Linked DNA regions of Arachis hypogaea: regions 2 and 3 are each linked to region 1. Evidence: chromatin contacts called from public Hi-C data. All regions are on one chromosome and are shown on one strand. Each heading gives the region's core, a stretch centred on a gene start, on an enhancer-like site or on the middle of the called end of the contact. The rest is flanking DNA. Distances are from core to core; before and after follow the strand shown.

Region 1 (2,700 bases), core at 144-2,643:
CTTCCAAGTTACCAAACACTGAGAGGATTCCAACGTTGAAAGAGAACTGTCAACAAGTGAGTTAGAAAAATCAATAATATAGATCATGACCTCACAATAATAATGGAGGACCCATATATTTATGAGGAACGAATCAACAAATAATAACAAAATCCAAATCCAAATCTAACGCAATGCAATAAAATTAAATCACCAAAAGAGACAATATTAATGGATACCTTAATTTTATTTTTATTATTATCGCATATCAAAATTATACTCTTATTAAGAGAAGAGGTATATTTTTAGAAAGTAAAATAATGAAAGCGAACCTTTTTCATTTCTTGGAAGGCGTTGACGACGTCTCCGGCGGAGACCCAGGATTCCAAGGAGGAAACAACCTCGGTCTCGATGTCCGGGATGAGTCGGCGGATGGTGTCCGGGGAGAGGGAGTTCTGGACAAGCTTCCTTATAAGGGTATGGTAGTGACCTTGGTGGAAGAACAATGCAGAAGGACCTATGAGCTTCTCTTTGCTCTTTGGGTATGTTGGCTTGAACAAGTGCGCGTGTGTCACTAACACAAACCGCGCACCCTCGGGACTCGCCAGCATCACGCATGGACAACCTAGTATGTGTGTCTTAAAAATCTCCCCATATCTGCACACCATACGAACAGTAAATAGGTTAGTAATAATATCAATAAACTTATTTATTTATGTCTAACAGAACCTATTCTTTGATAGTTTTTAAGAACCTTTTCTGTTTGGACGCAAAGAAGATGTTAGGGTCCTGTGAATAAAGCTGAAGAGTCTCTCCAACGTAAGGCCAACCCATTGAGCCAGGTGGAAGCTTAGGTTTACTAGCTACGTTTTCGACTTTGTCTCGTTTCTTTGTTAGAAGATTTGAGAAGAGGAATAAGAACAAGAGGAGGAAGCACATCCATGATAGTAATAATAATAAGGTAGAAATAGAAGCACTAATCTCCATACAATATTATTATAGCGCCTTAGCTAGCTTTTTCTTCTTTAATTGATGATGATAACAAAGGATTATTCAAGTTCCCGCAGTAGTTTGCGGGTGAAGAGAACGAGGAAATTATTAAATGGAAGAATAGGTAGCTTGCTGTGTGTTGTGTTCTCTTTGTTCAAAGTTAATGAAGGATACGTTGGAGTTAGATGGTATATATAGAGGCAACAAGTACGCACGGTTGGGAGGCATGGGTCTTTATCTACATACTAATCAAATTTCAAATTAATAATGATTATCTTTTTTAGTTAGATTTTAGTTCAAATGAGATTTCAAGGTACATATTATTGTGAGTAAAATACTGTGTATCTAATTCATCTTCATAGTTATCATTCCAATATATATTAATTTTGGAAACATAAAAAAAAAGTTATTAAGAGAATAATTAGAGAATGAATTAAAATTCTTTATTATTATTATTATTATTTTCAATAAATACACTGAAGGTTTAAATTTTATTTTTTAAAGAAAAAATTTTAATAGATAAGTCTATTTAATATGAACGCTAGAAGCAAATTTTAGTTTAACAATCTGAGTTATTATAAAAATTGTTCACGTTTTACCCAAAATGTTTGAGCGCTACTATATATAGTATATATACACTACTACTGTATGGATAACTGCGGCCAAATAGTCAAATGGATCGGACAAATAAAGCATTTCTGATGTATCTCAATTCTCATGGATAAATGTTACAAAAAGAATGATGAGGTGTGACGTGAAGAAGGAGCCTTTATATAATCTGTGGTCAAGGTTTCGATTTTAAGTATCTAAGATGGGAATGGTTTGTAATTGTTTTTGAGCTTTTTTTATTTTGAGTTTTTTTTTTTTGGAATAAGAAGATGTATTATTGTTATTATTATTGCGGTTGTTGTTTGAGAAAATAAGAATAATAATTTGATGATGAATAATATTATAGTTTTGGGTTAAAAGCCTACAAGTATTGTTTATGTATGTGTTTATTATGTAAAAAATTAATATGTTCAATAACAAGTTCAAATGTTCATAGACTACATTCATTCTCATTGTTGACCCATGTCAAATGTATCCAACACTCCAATCAAATACTTTTTTTTTTCTTCTGATTATAATCTATGTGACTAATCCTAAATTAAAGAAAAAAAGAATTTTCACAAGTAAAAAAAAAAATGTTTAGAATAAAGTTCAAAAATTAAAAAAAAAAAGTGAATTGCCAAGTATTGACCTTGAAAAGAAAAGAGAAAAAAAATCAAAAGTTGAAACTAAAAAAAAATTAAATCAAAAGTTAAATTAGAAGAAAAATCAGCATAACAATTTTATTTTTGTGTTATCATTCTAACTTGGTGAAGTTGTCTTTCTTCTATATGCACCATTTGAGTAAGAAGAAGAATATGAAAGTGATATATTTTGATCGTAAATCAAAGGTTACAATTAAAATTTAGGGATAAAGAATGGAGATGTTTCAAATCTTTTAAGTCAAAGAAAAAAAAGAGAAAAAAAAGAAGCTAGATAAGAATTTAAGCCAACTCTAATCACTACTGTTGTTTTATTTTTTTTTTCTGTGTTTTTGCTCTAACATATAGGAAAGAAGAACAATGCCAAAGATATTTAATTAAGCTCAAATTTTGGAAGCTTTACTCTTATTTAAAAGGATAAAAGACCAGAAATTGAAGTAAGGAGAGTGAACATACTGTTTGGTCTTCGTAGGTTTCGAGT
Region 2 (2,875 bases), core at 181-2,680, 330 kb after region 1:
GAACGAGAGGAAGAAGAAGGGGGAAGGGTGAGGGACGGACGGACGTCAACACCAGTGTTCGACGTCGACGCCAGCAGATCCGCGAGGGTGGAGGTTACGCACCACTCACCGTTTCTGCTCCTCCTCCTCACTCGTTCGCCGGTCGTCGCTGCTCCTTGCTGGTCGCCGCTGCTTCTCGTCACTCGCCGTAGTGTTTCGCGTCCTTGCCGTTGTGCTTCGCGTCCTTGTCGCTGGTCCTCCCTAGGGTTCTAATTCTGCTTCTGATTGAATTTGATGATTTTATTAATTATATTGTTGATTCTTCTGTTTCTTCTGTTAATTATATTGTTGAATTTTTTTATTTGTGAATTTGTTGATTTTGTTAATTACATTATTTTTTATTATGATTCTATTATTGTTGTTAATTCTAATTGTATTCTATTTCCATCGTTCTTCTGCTTCTGTTTCTTCTTCTGATTCTGATTCCATTATTTATTGTTGTTGTTGATGCTTCTAGTTGTTTCTGCTTCTTCTTTTTTTTCTTTGGAGTTGAGACAGTGATGGAGATTATATTATTTCTTTGTTGCTCCTATTTTCATTATCCATTATTTTTTTATTGCTCCTGTTCTTCTGGTTGCTTCTGCTTTTGTTTCTTTTATTTTTTTCTAGTTGCTTCATTTTTGGTTTTTCTTTTATGTTTATAATATTATTTTATTGTTGTTGTTGTTTATGCTTTGATGAAAAAAAAAAAAGAAGAGATGATGTTGTGATAGAGAAAAAGATAAAAAAAATAGAAAATGAGGATTTTGGTGAAGAGAAGGAAGGGGTATTTTGGTTTAAACTAAGATTTTAAAACCAAGTTAAATCTTAGAGATGAATTTGAATGCAGAAAAAGATTGGGACGAAAGGAATTTTTAACCCCCTACCTTAAAGGCCAAAATCGTACTTAATAATAATAATAATAATAATAATAATAATAATAATAATAATAAATGAAACATTTTCATCTACTATCTTCTTATAATTTTGCCGCATTTTCATGGATTTGTTGGTGATAACTGTGGCAGATCCAGTTTGGATTTAATTCACGCCACCCCATTTAATTCCGTTAATATTATCACATGCCTATGGCCTAGACTGCCACGTTTGCACCTTAAATTCAATAAAAAAGAAAAAACCGTCGTCAGAGAACACTGAATGTTCTTGCTCTTCTCAACACCACCCACCATCTAATTAATAATTGTAATCGAACATTTGCTTAGCTACAATTCGCACATAGCGAGCTTTGTGTCTTGTCATCATGTTTATGTTCCTATTAACTCAGAACGTAACAGTTTCTCCAAATACTTCAATTTGACTAAAAATATGCCTCATCATCCTATGCGAGGAGCAATAACATGTAGTAATAAGTGCTTATCCACAATTGGAGCTGTCGCTAAACACGCGTACAAAAGTATAACACTTTATTTGAAACACGGTGTATGTGATGCTACTATATGGTACTTAATTTTTCATACAAGTGCGGCTACAAAAAGCAATGAACTTATACTCCAAGAATGTGGATTTATCACGGCTCTGTAGCTTTGCATTGATGTAGTGAGGATAAAATTTTGATGAGTGGCATTACACATATCGCATATGGTTCCTTTGTAACTGGCTCAGGAAATTTAACAACCAACTTTAATATAATGTCTTACCTTACTAAACATCTAAAATATAAATGTAATAAGATATAAATTGTAAAATTATTCTATTTAATAAATTTTTAGAATTAGATTACTCATTTAAGATTTAAGGTTTAGAGTATTTTATTTTATTTTTTTGTTTTATAACTTTAATAACAAGTTAATTTTAATTTAAAAGAGCGTCGAACACAACATTCTTTTTAGAATGTATTAGTATTTGCGAACTGATAAGTGTGTGATATTTAAATAATAAAGTCAAATTGTTAATCCCATTTGATTTGATTATAAAATGGTGGTGTATGCTAGCTAGATTATTATGCGGCTCCATTCTTTGTTTTTCATAATTTCATAGAATATAATGAGGTTATTATAATAAAACTTCGCTTTCATCATTGATATCACAATGCTTGATCTCAATCTAAATCCAAATAAAGTGGCTTCTCCATTGAGTCTTCGAAAGCAAGGTCACTTTCTTACCTCAAGAATATAGTGGGATAGGTGTTATTGTTAAGCAGCATTACTGAGTCTGGGTTGAGATGTACATTTGTCATTTTTATTTTCCAAACATTTAAAGGTGCTGCCAATTAAATAAATAAATAAATATATTATTCTTTTCTAGTGGTAGTCAAAATATTAAAATATGGTAACTTCTTTTGATAAAGTGATTATTATTACTTTAATAATTACAATTATTCTACATGAACGGTTAGACACAAAAATTTAATCACCATTCGATCATCTTTGTATAAAAAAAAATATATTTAATATTTATAAAAAAAATTAATTATATAAATATAAAATATTTGATTATTTTGTTATAATAGATTTTATTATTTTATTTTAAATTTTTTTATTATTCTAATAATCAATTATGTTATTAAACAATAAATATAATTAAATAAATATCTAAAATATTTTTGTAAAAATTGTAATCATTTTCAAATAATTTGTTACAATTGTAACTAATTAAAAATATATTATATTTAACACATTGTTAAATTATAAGAACAACCTATGATTAGATAAAATCTAGTAACATACTAGTGTAGCAAAGATAATGGAATAAAATGTGGACAACAATAATGGTAGAATCGCAAGTATTTACATCCATCTCTATTTATTTGGGAGGAATAATTATCTACTCAAATGCAGGACAGAATCTTGATCAGGGAGAAGTTGGGTTAAAAAAATTTCCGCTCATACGTCTCCAT
Region 3 (2,700 bases), core at 173-2,672, 350 kb after region 1:
TACCGCGTCTGCGCGCTTGTTGTTATTCCGTTTGGAAGCTTCAGCCTCATCATGAACCTTCCATCTGAATTTCACCAATCCAACATATAATTTGTGTAATATTAGGTAACAAACTTTATTCGGCTGATATCAGCTAACTTTTTTAAAAGTATTTTGTTTATATCAAATTTTAGATTTTAAATAATCAATCTTAAATTATAAATCTAAACACTAAAATTGACTAATCTAGTAATCTTAACTAACTAAAAATTGGTTTCCTATATTTTCTCTTTATACAGAGATATGATCGTGTCACGGGAAAATATGAAAACGTATAATTAAAAAATTTAATCAAATAATATATCAATTTCAATTTTCAATCATCATCTTCAAATAGAAACATCTCACCTTATTTATTATAGTTTGTAACCTAAATGATGATGAGAAGAATTATACTTACTATATTTGTGATTTTACTTACACGTGGTTACTATATACACAAAGATGTGATCATGTGAAAATGTTGGCATGAAGATGTAAAACATGAATAAATTAAATAATATAACAGTTTTAGATTTATCTATCATTTTCATAAGACATATTGTTAGTTCAAAACAAAAGAAAAAGAAGTACGATGATACAAAGATTATACAAACACCACAAATCAACAGTTAAAAACAAAGAACCTAACTAAATGAATGTGCTCTCTTCAAACTAGTCTTTTTCAAGATTATATGATTAGACAACTAAACCAAAACATATTACGAAAGAAGAAAAATCAATTGTTGGAAGAAAAATTAAGAAATAAAGGTTGATGATGGGAAATATACACATATATATAGTTAGACTTACATTGATGCTTTCTCCTATGGAAAAGTCCAAGCCATTTGAGCCTAACATCAATATCATCTTTGGTAAGCTTAGATCTCTCAATCTCCTCAAGAGACATCTTAGAAAGTTGTTCAATACCATTCTCCATGAAAAGCTTCATTGGGTCCGATTCAAGCTTCACCTTCTCCTGAGGGTTGATGCCTCCCCTGTACTCTTCTTTCAGAACCCAGTAACCGTCTCTTTGCTCCACTCTAGGCTCCAACCTGGAGGCGTCCACCTCCGAAGGAGGAGGAGGAGGAGACGTGGCCGGAGCCGCCGTGGGAGTGGTGGCTGAGAGGCATGTTGGTGTCTTCGGGCGGCAAGAGAGGGAGGAGGGGGAGCATGGTGGTGGGGTGAGAAAGCGAACAGAGAAGGAAGACATGATGGTGTTTGTGTATGTTATGGTTATGGCGGTGAGTGAGAAGGAGAATGAAAAGTGTGAACATCTTTGTAGGGATAAGAGGTTGGGAGTGAAAGGGGACCTTAGGAGATGGCAAGAGCTTCTTTCTTCATATCCATGTCCTTTCGCTCCTACTAAAGGTTATCTTGTTTTCTTCTCACCATAAACATCTTAAAATTTTAAATTTAAATTTTAAATAAATATACTCTTATTATTTTAAATAAACCATATTTTTCTTAATTTAAAAATAATATGAATGCATGTATTTCTTAATTTAAAATTAATAATTTTAAATTGTTAATTTTTTTAATCAAATAAATATAATTAATTATATTAATACAATAATATAAGTATATTTATTTTTATTAAATTAAATTATATTGTTAATTTAAATTATATCTATTTAAAATTTAAATTTAACAATTTTATATTTTTAAATTATTTGAAGAAAATTAAATTAATTATAAATATAAAAAATATTAATACGAACATAAATAAATTTGTCAAATTCAATAGCTAATTCTATGTAAATAGACAAATTTACTAATACAATAGGCGAATTTATTTTGCATTATTGAAATTCACTTATTTGTTAAGTAAATTTTTGGATCTCAAAAAATTAATGTGCTTTTAATTTGTTTTGAAAATTAAATTTATTTTATATTTTATAAAAGAAAAAAATTCTGCTTAAAATATTAATTATAGTTAATTAATTAACGTGATAATGCCAGCCAGTGTATACTATACTCCATGCGGCGGCATGTATCCATTTCACATGAATACGACCTCGGGAAAGGAAAAGAACAGCAAGAAAGAGGGATTTTTTAATCAAATAAATAATTTAAGGAAAAATATACAAAATCAAAAATTTATTTGCAAAAAATTAAATAAAATTACATTAATTTATATTAATAATTAATTAATTTTAAATTTTTTAAATTTAAAATTTAAAACATTTAAAATTGATTAAATAAACCTAATTAAAATCTATAAAAATCTTCTTCTTCTCTTTAACATTAACTTACGCACCTTTAACAATCACCTCCCCACCACGATTCACTTCTCTTCTATCACTGACATCTGACTTGTCGGATTCCAATTATAAACCTGAGTTATCTTGGTAACAGAAAACATGCTTCTGATGACCTTGGACCCATATCTTTACATTGCATTCATCGTTTTCTTGCATTTCATGTGAAGAATTACAGATACTCCGTTTCATGTTGCACAATTTCGAGTGAGAAAATCATCACGGTTTTGGGAGTCCACCTTACTTCTGCATCACCTCTATTATGGTGTTGTATTATGTTATCAAGAGATATCCCAACATAAAACATAGACATCACTTTCTGGCGTAACTCATCGAAAATGCGTGGAGCATACATAGCTCTTTGTTCCTATTGCATCCCTATCTCGTTTTGTGATATTAGGTGCCGTTTCAATGATTAAAG

What was found. Hi-C and Micro-C count contacts between places; a contact is called where the count stands out from the background.
Region 2: a Hi-C map of leaf shows a contact between it and region 1, with 3 times the contacts expected there. The contact joins the enhancer-like site here to the promoter of LOC112715576 in region 1. A contact is called at or near these places in 2 of 8 Hi-C or Micro-C datasets (both in leaf).
Region 3: a Hi-C map of leaf shows a contact between it and region 1, with 5 times the contacts expected there. The contact joins the promoter of LOC112715572 here to the promoter of LOC112715576 in region 1. A contact is called at or near these places in 2 of 8 Hi-C or Micro-C datasets (both in leaf).

Annotation. Positions count from the first base shown.
Region 1 is chr10:39,838,179-39,840,878 of arahy.Tifrunner.gnm2.J5K5, reverse strand. It overlaps LOC112715576 (abscisic acid 8'-hydroxylase 4), which reads right to left and starts at 1,393. Exons shown (of 9, transcript XM_025767355.2): 1 at 734-1,393; 2 at 312-636; 3 at 1-46. The coding sequence starts at 966.
Region 2 is chr10:39,509,401-39,512,275 of arahy.Tifrunner.gnm2.J5K5, reverse strand. No RefSeq gene overlaps it. Among protein-coding and RNA genes, the nearest start is that of LOC114924535, 19 kb to the left of the region's middle. Within about 2 kb of position 1,430, at least 1 of the 3 cell types and tissues checked has open chromatin away from gene starts, as enhancers often do.
Region 3 is chr10:39,489,839-39,492,538 of arahy.Tifrunner.gnm2.J5K5, reverse strand. LOC112715572 (ferredoxin--nitrite reductase, chloroplastic) reads right to left here and starts at 1,422. Exons shown (of 4, transcript XM_025767343.2): 1 at 832-1,422; 2 at 1-64. The coding sequence starts at 1,231.